Linked DNA regions of Mus musculus: region 1 is linked to region 2. The links are chromatin contacts, called in public HiChIP or PLAC-seq maps. All regions are on one chromosome and are shown on one strand. Each heading gives the region's core, a stretch centred on a gene start, on an enhancer-like site or on the middle of the called end of the contact. The rest is flanking DNA. Distances are from core to core; before and after follow the strand shown.

Region 1 (6,650 bases), core at 2,998-5,497, 1.8 Mb after region 2:
AAGGAGGAGGGAGAGATTGGCTGCCATGTAGGGGAAGGAAGAGAGACACCAGGTCTGAGAGCTGTAGAACACCAAGGGATAGTTGTCATGTAGGTGCCAGGGAATGCAGCTGAGGGGGCAGAAAAAATGGAATGTAGATTTTAGTAAGTAATAACTCAGGAATATTGCAGGAGGGTACATCAGCCACATGCAGGTAAGAAATGGCCGAGCCAGTGAGCTGTTTAAGACATATCCAAATATAAAGCTGTGTGTGTGCGTGCGCCTTTCACTTGAGAACCCAAAACATTGGGGCGGGTAGCAAAAACCGAGCGCCGGCCGCTGGGATTAATTTGAATAGCGTTAATCGGGTTCAACTACACAGTGCATGATGGGATTACAGTACATGGCACCAAGCCTGGCTTTTACATGAGACAGTGCACTTTACCCACTGACCTAGCTCCCTTTGTTTTACCTGATACATAAACACTCACACGCACTATAAATTAATGGAGTCGTTTGTATGTTTTGATATATGTATACATCATGCAATCACCTTAAATGCATGTCTTTCCCCAAACACTTATCAGTTTTAGCGGCAAAACCTTCAAAATCTTTTAGCTCAAAATAAATCTCCGTTGGTGTGAATGTTAACAAGAAAAAAAAACTGCTGAAAAAAAAAAACCCACAAACTGTTTTTCCTCGTGCTCTGTGGGGGAAGAACATTCAAATTATGCTCTCGGGTCTCAGTCACTTACACTGATTTGTGGTTACCACTGGCTGAAGGACCACCTACATCGGGTCCTCTCCACCAAGATTGTCTGTCTCACTAAAGCACAGACTTAAATGCTAGGCGCATTCACTGTTTTATGAAGGCACTGCTCAACTTTAAGGAAAAGACCACTTTCTGCTTAGTGTTGAACGGGAGCTATTATGAACGTGACGTCAGCGTCCAGCTTCTCAGAAATTACTTTGTGCCATCATCCGTGTGATTTTCTGAAGCAGGAAAAGCAAACACTGCTGTGAGCACAAGTGGCTATGCCATATGAGGATAGCTAAGAGTTCAGAATGGGGCCACAGCTACTTGTGTGGAAAGAGGAGGCTTACCTGGTTAGTGGAGAAGGCTGCATTATTTCCCAAGGTGACCAAGGCCTTTTCAGTAATGACAGGATCGTCGGTTGACTCCAGCAGATACAGAAGTTTCTTAAGCTGCTCTGCATTTAAGATATCGTCATAGGAGCCATCGGTTAGGTCTTCTGCATAAGAAGGAAGCCATTTAGAATTCATTGAAACTCACCAGTAATGTGTTTTATTGTTAATGTGTGAAATGTTCAAACATATACTCTGATACTGGGCACAGTTGTTTGGCTTTTTAAAGGTCATGGACAATTTTCATGTGTTAAGAGAAAAACCACAGGACAGGCAAGCTACAAATCTTGGCATCTGCTAGGAAGAGGGAGATGGGAGAAGAGGAAGAAGGAAGGTCATGGCTTTAAAAATGCAAGTGGTGTCAGCCATGGAGGCTGGCCCGTGGGAGGGGAGGCGCTACTGAGGACCAGGGAGGTGCAGTGTGTGGGAACGCCTGCTTACACTTTTCTTTTGGCCAGAGTCTGAAAGAATAAAGAAAAGAAATATTAAGTCAAATGTCAGAGGCTCTGTAGATGGCTGCCTGGCATTGTTCATTGTTTTAAGCACTTTAGATGTCCCCCTCCCAGTGGGGACACACACACACACACACACACACACACACACACGAGTACACTGCCTTCAGACACACCACAAGAGGGCAACGGATCCCATTACAGATGGTTATGAGCCACCATGTGGTGGCTGGGATTTGAACTCAGGACCTCTGGAAGAGCAGTCAGTGCTCTTAACCTCTGAGTCATCTCTCCAGCCCCATTCCTTCTATTCTTACTGTTACAAGTTGTCAGAAATACTATTTTAATAACTTTTATACAATAGCATGTAGTTTTAAAAAATATATTAATACAATAAACAACATATAATTCTATCAATTCTCCATATGTGTCCATCTGGGCTCTGTATCTTATTTCCCTGATAGATTTTCATTAGTAATGATTGAATGAGTTTATATTATATAAGTCAGGGTCTTACATCAAGTTGAGTTATTTGATACTGTTTCCATCTTTTTCAATGGCCTCAGAGAGTCTTTGTTTGGGGAATACACTTGTTTTTGGAGGCAGGTTAGCCTAGACTGGCACTATTTCGTGATCATCCTACCTCAGTGGACTCGGGCTGGGATTAGAGCTAGGCAACACCTTCCTCTCCTGGACCAACAAACTTCACAGGAGGAATTACACACTTCTCAACAGTTTAAGGAGAAGAAGAAATAGATTTCTCTCAAATGCAAGGGTAGAACGTTGGGAAGGGGCTGTGGGCAATCGATTTTTAAAGCTGTCTGACCCTGGTTTTCTTTTCAGTACCAAAGTGTAGTGGTGGATGCTGTCAGACCCAGCAACCCCGGAGATGGAGACAGGAGAATCAGAAGTTCAAATTTTCTGCTATGCAGTGAGTTCCAGGCCAGGGACACATCAGATCTTCTGCCTTAAAAAAGCAAAACAAAAGACCACCACCACCACCAACAACAACAACAACAAAAACCCACCAAAGTATTCTTGTATAGAAATATTTGACAGAGAGAAAAAACAAACAAAACCACAAAAAACCCACACACAAACAAGCACCCTACAAATCAGGCTTTGTAAGGGCAAATGCTCATTTTCAAAAACTGCTTTCCTCTGTGACCAAAGGGGAAGGTTCTGTGCACTCCCCTTTCTTACAGCATTTCCTGGAGGAAATGGAAGGCTGGAATATAAATCCATGGTTGTTCCTGGTCCCTTCTAGTAAGTGCAAATTTTGAAAAGTAAATGCTAGTTGTACAACCCAAAGATGTGTTTTCTACCTGCCTTTAAAGGTGCCTTATTTTTGTTCTAGGGAAGGGCAATTAGCTCCCACCAACCTCAGTTTAAAAACAAATATATTTCTCTACCTTTGAGGCAAGCAGGTATTGGTTGGCAGGTTTTATTTCAAATAGTTTTTCCAACAGTTTTCACGACTTAAGCCATCCTTTTAGAAGGGTGTGTCTCCTGTTGGTTGTGGTTCTTATTCCCAACACACACACCCCGGTTGCAGGGACGCTACGGATGACTTAAAGGTACTTCCCAGGACAGGTGCCACAAAGTGCTGGCAGAATTGCATCTCAGGGATCCATTCTTCACATAGCACGAGCAAAGTTTCAACCCAGGCTTGAGGCCCCTGAGAACCTTCTCACAGTAAGGGGCATCTCTTTGATAACAACACAAAAGCTCAGGTAAAACTTTAAAATGAGAGGCAATCTACTTGGCTCGGAGAAACCTCAGCTCTTGGCTGTGAAGCCGAAGGGAAGTAACAGGACACTTCGGGCAATGTTTTCAGCTCTTATTTTAAACAAAGAAGTGGGAGCAGGGAAGCGGCTCAGGACCCACCCAAGGCAACCTGGGCTTCCAGAGTCGTCTGTCTACCTCCAGCCTTTCTCCCCATGCAGTCGCGGGTGTCTAGGGCACCTCCAACCCAGCCTGGCCTGAGGTGGGTCCGGAGCCCCGAACCAGTCCACCTGCCGGGCAGCCCATCGCCTCACCTGCGGATCGCGAAGGGCGCAGTCGGCGACCGCCTCGCCGCGGTCCCCGAGTCAGCCGGTAGATACAGTAGCAGGCGCCGGCGCCCAGGACCAGCCCTGCTGCCACCCAGCCCACGTCCCGCGCGCCACCCATGCTGCTGCCTCGGAGCTGCAGGGAGCCGAGGAGCCAGGGCCACACGCAGGTGCAGCTGGGCCAGAACCAGCCCAGAGAAAGGAAATGGGGTTGGAGCTCCGCCTTCCGGAAGCCGCCCTGCTAAAATCGGAAGCCCTCCCACCCTGTGTGCTGCGGTTCCTTTCACCAGGCAGGCGGGATGCCCCTAGTGCAAGCAGCTTTTTCCTGGACCAAGACCGGGACTGCGGCGCGTTGAACACAGACCCTAGCTCCGCCCCAACACTCACTCTCCCGTCCAGCCCTCTCATTTTACCCGGCCCCGGCCTGTACTGTCCTGCCCCGCCCCTCCCCGCTCTGCCCCGCCTCTCTGCACTCGCCCCGCCCCTCTCTGCCCCGCCCCTCTGCAATCGCCCCGCCCCGCCCCAGTTGCCCCGCCCCCTCCCTGCTAGGTTCTTTCTTCATCTCGCGAAAGGCTTGGACTATTTGGCACCTCCTTTGTGGTTGCTAGGCAACGCTCCGGCGCGTCTCTCCTCCTCAACGTGAACAGCAGTAACCTATGAAACGCATTCTGAGTCCTGCTTCTGACCATGGCTTCACTACGCAGTGCCACCCCCAGGCTAAGGAGCTACTTCAGGGACAAGTACATTCCTCAAATCTGTGAGGTACTGCAGCCACATAGCCTCTCACACAGTGGGCGCGGGGAAAAACTGGGAGAGGCAAGGAGATTCCCGGAACTGGAGCTAAGAAGGAGCAGGATGGGGAAGCTTGAAGTCAATTTAGGGTAACTAGAGAGAGAAGGGTAGGTTAGAGAAGACCGAAGGGTGCCGGTGGCTAAAACCAAGCCCAGGTGGGGATGACAAAGGAAGGGGACGGGGGAAAGTGACAATCTGCAGGGGGCGCAAAGAGCACAGGGCCTGGGTTGGAATCTCCAAGTGTCAACTACTAAATTCTATTATGGAAGAGCGTCTTGAGCAAGAAGTGAGTGGTGAGCCACTTGAAGACAAAAGACTTGAGGGGTTCTGGGTGTAGGCTTCGCCCCGCCTCGTTGTTAGCAGGAGGGAAGAAGAGTCACCTGCCTCTACACACAGCTTCACAACACACCTTTTTAGAGATCGCCACCAAGCAAAACCTGAGGTCTTGGTTTCAACAAAGAAATGAATTTCGGGGCCAACTTGTATGAAGCAAAGCTGGCTTCATTAAACGCAGGAACAAAGGTGCTCCAGTAGAGAGAGTAGAACACACCTGGTCAGACAATTGCGGGCTTCTGAAGGGAGAGTCGACCTTAAGTGTTGTCTTCACAATGCTGACATCAGTATTTTTTCTTGTGACTTTCAAGGTTACATTTCTAAATGTTGCCAAGAAACTACTACCCCTTTTCTTTTTCTTTCTTAATTTCTTTATTCACTTACTTCCCGATTGCAGCCCACCCCTCTCCTCCCCTCCCAGTCCCTTACAAGCCCCTCCCCCACTACCCCCTTCCCCCTATCAGAGGAGAAGGGAAAACCCTCCTTGGGTACCACCCCAGAGTCCCAGAAGGATAAACATTCCCCTTTTATTAACATCACCCAAAGAGTATAGTCTGTAACAAAGTTAGATTAAAAACCGAAGTTTCTTTTTCTCTCAGTAACTAACATATAGTGCATTTATGAACAGCTTCATTTAGTTCTGGGAGTGGGGAGGCCAGGAATTCAAGATAATGTGTCATTTTGACCTTATGTAAGCAGAGCCTAATTACTGGCCTCGACATCCTTGGTTGAAGTGTCTGGAGATACAGCACCCAGCCTCAAGTGAGCACAGTTGAAGTCCATTAGGTTCTTACCCGCAGACTTAAAGTCCTTTCTGAGCAGTGAAAGTAGATCAGTTCTGAAGGAGCAGGGTTTCCTCCTCTACCTCCGCCTCCAGTCCCCTCCAGTCCCCTCCAGTCCCCTCATTCTGCCCTGCCTCGGGAGGACAGTATGGTATTGAAAACCAGGTTTTGTACTCCTGGGGGCAGGGAGCTGAGAAATCACTGGTGACTCCCATTTATCTGTATGTTATGTTACGCGGTGTATGTTATGTGGTGATACAGCGGGAGTTCTGAAATGGGGCGAATGAGGGAGTTCTAAGGGAGAGAGAAGAGTGCCATTCAACCTCCAGGGCAATTGGGCACAACACTTCCTTTTAGGATGGCTTTTCCCCGTGATTTTATCCAGATGATCCCTTCAGTCACCTCTGCTCACACATTAACAGCAGGGGCAAGACAGGTTTTGGGCACACTCATTCACTTTCCCTCAGACCATTAAGGTGACTTCTATTCTGCCAGGTCTCTCTGTACTTTGTACTTGTTGCAGTTATCTATGCATGTTTGACCTCTTCTGAACATTGCCTGTGTGTTCTAAGTAAACCTAGTTGTCCATCCACAACACTGTTTCCCTACAAACCTGTGTACACTCTGATAAAGGAAAAACCCAAACCAAAGCCTACCCATGCCAGTGGTTTGTAATGGTTTGTAAACTCTTACTTGCCAGGGAGACTGAGGCTGAAGCTTGCTTGAGCCCAGGCATAGGGATGGTAAGACTCAAAAATAAAAAACACAACCAAAAAATAAGCAAAATAAAACCTCAACACCAAACCAAACCAAACCAAAACCACAACACTTGCCTGATCTACTAAGCTTATTGAATCTGCTGATTGATATTTAATTTTCATTGGTTTTGGAACCAATTACTTAAATCTATTGTTATTTTTACCCAATTCTTTTCTATTATAGGAATCCAATCATGAATATAATAAAATTCTACCCTTGTCCTCTGTTTTAGCTTTTGTCCAGCTACCTCTTTTTTGTCTTCTGGATGATATTTTGGATATTTTTCATTGACTTATTTAGTGGATTGCTAACTTTACTAATTCTGCTTTTTGTTACATCTCATCCCATCTGTTGAA
Region 2 (6,535 bases), core at 2,822-5,321:
CCCAGGGCTATACAGAGAAACCCTGTCTCAAAAAAAGAAAGAAAGAAAGAAAGAGAGAGAGAGAGAGAGAGAGAGAGAGAGAGAGAGAGAGAGAGAGAGAGAGAGAGAGAAAAGAAACCCAGCTAAAGTAGAGAAAGGTGTTTAGAAAACTTAATGTTAACTTTTTTGTTTTAACTTTTAATTCTTTAGGAATGTTTCTTAAGTAGTGATTTATATTAGCTACTGGGATTATAATGCTAAGCTTTAGACATTTTATTTGGAATAAAATGTTATATGGATTCTTTTGTCATGCATGTGATTTTTGTGCTCATTTTGCAATAAAGTTAAGTATTTTGGTTTTATTTTGTTTGGGGTTTGTTTTTGCTGAATTCCTCTTCTCCTAGGGCACAGTGCTAGTAAGTTTTAGTACTTGTAGTAATTAGCCATTCATAAGAACTCAGAGATAATTTAAGATGCCAGAAAGCTTTGTGGTGAAGACCAAGTTCAATTAAATCGCCAGCCAGTACCTACTAAGGTCCAATAATCATTCACGTGTGCATGGGTGGACTAAGAATAAGGGAACTGCAGTAAGTCACACTACGAGTTGAATAGTTTTTGTGGATTTTTTTTAAAAAGTATGGGTGGGATGATAAATATATCTAAGACTGGTCTCTTACACATAATATTTTCCATGTAGGAAATAAGGAAAAAGAGTGAATATTTTTAAATGAATGATTAAATTATTTGGACTTAAGATTTCTACAACTAAAAAATGTCCCCTGCTAACTCTGTTATAAAGGGATCTGTTAGTATATATAAGAAAACAGGGAGAATACAAATGTTCAGAATTGGTTAATGGATGGGTGATATGGATAGGTATACACATATATCAATGGTTTTATATATATGATGTCCCAGACACTAGATGGAATTACATACCATCATAAAGGTTATTGCTTAGTGATTATACCATTGCCTATCCTGTGTGATACCCTGGGTTCAGGTCCTAGCATCACACAAAAGTAGGTTTTATCAGGTGAGGTAACCTGAGGTAACCAAGTACATGAGAGACTGCAGGCAGGAGGATCAGGAGTTCGAGGCCAACTTGGACTACGTAAGACTGTCTCTGAAAACAAACCCAAGCAACCCAGTAAGTCTAAACTATATTATCAATATGGGCCCATATCTTGCTGACATAAAGGAAGAAAGGTAAAGAAAAGATATGCCATCATAGTGACTAAAGAATACATACATGTTACTTTAGTATGTGTGTCTATAGTATAACCTCATACCTAGACAGTTGATGATACAACATTCCCTAGGGTATTGCCAATATCTTTTTTTTAAGAAAAAATGCAAGTTAAAATAAGACTACAAAGTTAGAGTTTAATGCACTACCATCACTAATCACCATGAATATTTCATTACTTGACAGGTTACTAATAAAGTTAGGCACAGTAAAGATTTCCTATAACATTATGGACCCTGTGACATAAGCGTTTTATAAAGTATCAAAAGCTATGTTAGACTTAAAAATTAATCATAAATGCATATCCCACAAGCATCGTCCTTTGACAATGATGGAAGTTTTAAAAACAAAGATTATTATGTCAGCCAGATGGGCTGTATTAATCCCAGCACTCCGGAGGCAGAGACGGGTGGATCCAAATTGAAGGCCCAAGTGGTCTATATAGTGAATTCCAGGTCAGTCAGGACTAACAGTAAGAAAAGTTAGGGGTGGAGCTGGCAAAGGTTTTCTGCCTGATTATAGAAAGAGCAGTGTGTTGGGTTGTTTTGTTTTTACTGATTGTTTCATAAAAGGGGCTGATGCTTTGTTTAAGTTGTAAAAATAGGAGTGGAGAATAGCTTAGTAGTTAAAAGTGCTTGCTTTTTCAAAGGCCTGGGAAATAAGTACACCCCCCTACACAGTCTGTGTTGCCTCTGTACAGTTGTCTCCAAAGATGGCTGCGTGAGAGAGGAGGGAGGAAAGGGTGATTAAAGAGCCTGTCTTAGGGAGAACATTTTAGCAATGGAAGGCAGTGTACAAATTTAGCAAGTGTAATTTTATAAGTACTCAGAAGCAGCAAATATGATCTGTTCCACCATGTGGTTTCAGGCCTAGTAGATGTCACAGAGTGACACTGCCATATATGAAAGTATTGCTGTTATGTTTGGAGATTATACTACTAGATGTAGCCAGCTAGTTTTACTGACATGACAGTACATAGTCACACACTTTTATTCCAGTCCTTTATCCTGAAATGCCTGCCTTTTTCCTCACCCCCCCCACCCCGATTTTAGCAAATTACCTCAACCTAAGCATCAAGTCAGTATTATCCAAAGTAAAATTTGAATTTTAAGCTGCATCTCTAAGCACTTGCAATACAGATTTCCCTATGAAAAGACCCCAATTACAATAGCCCAGTGCATGATACAAACTGATAAAGAGGAGCAGCTTTGAACAGTCACTGGCTTTAGAGAGCTGTGTATTGACAGTGCTGGGATGAGCAGCTACACACAGCCACATCACAGCTGAGATTTAATAGTCCCCTTCCTGAGAACGGAAAAACTGCACACTTTAAACTCACTGTACGGAGACTTGTACACTTCTGAAGATTCTATCGAGAGGGGATTCGCTGCAACAAATGATTTAACAGATTTAGAGAAAGTGCCTATCTAGTCAGCTCAATATTAGCAGATGTGCTCCATAAGTGGTCAGTTACTGGGGCTTTTAGATTATATAGGGCTTTGGTCATAGCTTGATGGTAGAGCACTTGTTTAGTATGCTTCAGGTCATGGGTTTGTCTTGTTTAGAGGACAAGTTCTCAGTGGCTGGCCTGGAACTTGCTTTATAGACTAGACTGGCCTCAAACATAGGAGATCACCTGCCTTGAGTTGAAATGTAGTCTTCGTCAGTTCCAGCACGTTTGATTCTTAGTACTGAGGGAAGGGGAGGGGTTAGGGGCTGAGTGAGGCGTAGCTCTGGGAAAGCACTGGGCTCAATCCCCAGCAAAAGTTAGGGTAGAAGTCTGTGAACCCAGCCACAATTGAAAAATAGTCCTAATAGAAAATCTAGGCATAGTGGGAAATCACTGCAGCCCCGGCTCTCAGGAAGTATGAGGAGTTGGAGACTTAGCTTTTACATAGGTTGAGAAGGTTTTTTATAAGATTGACTCCATGGTCCACATGACCTTAATGTGGGTTGCTTTTCGAGGACGAGGGTGGGCAAGAGTTTAAACGAGGTCTCAGGTGACTCAGACTGACTGACCACCAACTCAACACTGCCTCTAGAGTTACAGGCTTGGCACAATACACTGCAGGAATTCGGAACCAGAAATCCATCCTAATTAATGCTTCTGAAAGGCGGATCCCTTCTCGGAATGCTGTTAATGTGCGTAGAGTAGCATAGTGCACAGATCCTGTTAAATTCTCCATGGACACTCCTGCTTAGAAATCCTGTGCAAGGTGTTCAGATTCTAAGAGAAGGCTGACAAATAATGAAGCTTAGACATAATGGTGCCCTAATGGGACTAAATAATTTTATTTTTTAAAGGCGAGGCGTGGTTCGTGTAATTCAGGCTGGCCTCGAAATCACTTGGTAGTCAAAAGATCAACGCCTTTTTTTTTTTCCTGTTTCTAGCTCAGGTTACAGGCATACATCACCATGCCTGTAACGCGCAGCTAGCTATTCTAGCGTTTAATGTTCTTGTAGCTTTCAACTGGAGTGATCCTTTCCCTAACTGACATTAGAAATTAGTCCAGTAAAAGTGGCCTGAGTGAAAAGCTGTAGGAAAGGATTTTTCTTTAGTGAGAAGTACTGAGGATCCATTCTCTTAAGCCCGGTTTGATTGACGAGTGGTTCAGTAGCTTAGTTTTGACCTTTTGTAGTAATCGGGCTTTTACCGTATAATACCTATAGCCGGCGTGTCCTAACCATGGATAAAACCAAGCTACCCCGTTGTGGCTGCCAAATTTTACACCAGAGGAAAAACACCTCTTGGCGAAGCATAGCGTGGGCTTGTGCTCTAGACCTCAAGCCTTGAGTCCCACAGTGACAGAGCGAGTGCTTGTACCACAGAGCAGGGCGTTTCCCCGGCGCTGTCTGCGTCACGGCGGCTGCCCTTCCGCTCGGGAGAGCAGCTGCGGGAGCTGCGCCTGCAGGCTGGCCGGGTGCGCGGCGCTCGAGCCGGGCGGCGTTTTCCTGGGACCTTCACGGAGCAGAGCGACGAGGCTACATACAGCGGCCGAGCTTATCCCTTCTTTAATCCTCGCTGTAAAGCACCGTAGTGCAGCTTCCTGCTTAACTCGGTCGTCTGAGCTTCCAGCTCACATTTTGAGCCCAGTGCAGCCGCCATCTTCCGGAAATGCTGATGGTGGTTAGTCTGCGCCCAGTGGAAATAACAATTTTTTTGCTTTTGTTTTTGAAGCGGTCTTGCATTTGGCCCGATCTTTTTGAGGACTTGGGTTACAGAATTACATCATGCCTGGTTAGTTTCATGATGCTCAGTTTGGGGAAGTAGAGCAGTGTCCTTGTTGAAATATAATCTCTTTAGTCCAGCCTTTTCTCACTTAAATTAGATTGATGGATTAAATGAGATAATGTATACCAGATATGCAGTAGTAACTAACAGAGAAAGAAGGGAATGGTGGGTGGGGGAGTTGCGGGGGCGGGGGGATGATTAACTTTGCTGGGTATCACCACCTAAAACATGAAGGTATGGAGAAGCATGCTGTAGCACATGAGTGTGTATTTTGACAGCTCTTCAGTATAACTGATCCCTCCAAAGCAGACTTTACTGGCTTCTGGTTTCTAAGGGATGCTTCTTTTTTGTGTGGCTTCCTTTTTTGCAGGTCCATACTGAATAAATATGCTGTAGGGTGATGGACAAGGCCAAGTTGGGTAGTCCTACCATGATTTTAGTTTACAGGGAAAAATCAGGCTGAGTTTAAGTACATTGTAGGTTTCTAGGTGTTAGAAGTTTTCACACATGTGCCCGTTTATTTTTAGGGCGCGGCTTCACTGTTTGGCTAGGTGGTTTAGAACTGGGTATAGATTAGGGGACAAAAGCAGGAGTGAAGTCGCTTGGGGTTTGTTGTTGTTTTGCTGTTTTAGGTGCACTAACGATGTAATAATGTGTTTGGGATAACTTAGGAGGCAGCGATGAAGATTTAAACAGTAAAAGATTATTACACAAAAAATAACCCCAAACTTGTGCTTTACCGCGGACCCACCAGGTTGGAATATACAGGGAACAGTTGGACCATCCCTGTTTCAGGCTGGGGGTTTGATTTCTTTACACTTGCTGTCTACAAATCTCTGCAGGACACCAAACCCACGACTGAATGACACAGCCAGCATCCACAATTCACACAGAGAGGTAAAAATGTCAGATCCCCACACCAGTTGAACCAGAAGTTCTTTGTACATTAGAACATTTAATGGGAAACTGCATATGAACTGTAAAGTGTAAATACAGTCTGATTGGGATTAGAAGAGCCCTCTTGTTTAAAGCCTTGTTGATGGGGAGGAAGCCACACAGTAGAGTATACTTGCAAATAATAGAAAGGTCAATCTAGTACAGACTTAAGATGTACTATTTATGTAAGCTATGTTAACAGTAAAAATACAAACCAAAATGAAACAGGCGAGGAGAGTTGTGGCTCAGTACTACTCGCCTGGCAACGCTGCACGGACAATCATTTAAAAATGCTGATGTGGAAAGATGGCTATCGTAGGCCTTGAAGTGATATTTACAAGATAATCCTAATTTTGCTTTAAAAAAAAAAAACCTCAGTATGTATTTGTGTGCACTTACTAAGGTGTTAGTGCCCTGCAGCTGTCAGGGTGCTGGATCACCTTGCCTGTCTATTTGTGACCTTAAATGTTCAGTGAAAATGTGTGACAGTGGAGAATAATAAAATATATTTTGTAAATCTGGTTGCTTGCATAAAATGAGTATTCTGTTGAGGAAAGAAAAGGTGGCACGTCAATAAATCAAAAAATAAAAATATTCAGAAATCAGGCATTCTGGGTAGAAGATATTTTCTCTAGATTTCAATTAAATATGAATGTTTGTTTCTGTTTTTAAAAATATGTACGAATTTTACTTGTCTAAAATAAAATTTAAAAGAAATGGTGTCTCTATTTAGTTCCTAGGATTTGACCTTAGGGCTCAGTAGTAAAGTATGTGCGTTCCCCAGCACCACCCCCTGAATACCGAGACCCGTGGTGTGAGCTGAAACTGCGCACATTCATTCCCCCAAGCCACACCCTGAATACTGAGACCGAGGTGTGAGCTGAAACTGTGTGCATTCATTCCCAGTGCCACACCCTGAATACAGAGACTGTGGTGTGAACTTAACTGGATAATCTAGTTGTTCCCACCTAAGTTACTTGCACTTTCTCTGTCACTATGCAGCAAAGAAAACGCCTAAGTGAAAGGCACCTTGTACAGCAGTCAGTATCAAGTAGAAACAGATTATTAATTGCTCGACATACAGCTTCAAGCTTTGGGGGGCTTGAGGTCTTTTGTTGTTCTTCTCTTCCTTAGTTGGA

What was found. HiChIP or PLAC-seq counts read pairs in DNA pulled down with a chosen protein or histone mark.
Region 1: a contact with region 2 is called in an H3K4me3 HiChIP or PLAC-seq map of embryonic forebrain, with 11 times the contacts expected there. The contact joins the promoter of Fbxl13 here to the enhancer-like site in region 2. A contact is called at or near these places in 3 of 39 promoter capture datasets (cranial neural crest, hippocampal neurons and second pharyngeal arch cranial neural crest) and 4 of 115 datasets of contacts at active chromatin or transcription factors (astrocytes, cardiomyocytes, embryonic forebrain and 1 more).

What each region holds. Positions count from the first base shown.
Region 1 is chr5:21,643,202-21,649,851 of GRCm38.p6, reverse strand. Fbxl13 (F-box and leucine-rich repeat protein 13) reads left to right here and starts at 4,247. Exons shown (of 21, transcript NM_001199632.1): 1 at 4,247-4,390. The coding sequence starts at 4,316. It overlaps Armc10 (armadillo repeat containing 10), which reads right to left and starts at 3,846. Exons shown (of 6, transcript NM_026034.5): 1 at 3,617-3,846; 2 at 1,084-1,232. The coding sequence starts at 3,749.
Region 2 is chr5:23,416,112-23,422,646 of GRCm38.p6, reverse strand. All of the region lies in intron 1 of 5031425E22Rik (RIKEN cDNA 5031425E22 gene), which reads left to right. Among named protein-coding and RNA genes, the nearest start is that of 5031425E22Rik, 14 kb to the left of the region's middle. Within about 2 kb of position 4,071, at least 443 of the 459 cell types and tissues checked have an H3K27ac peak or open chromatin away from gene starts, as enhancers often do. A contact at or near this core is called in astrocytes, cardiomyocytes, embryonic forebrain and 2 more, where this site is marked.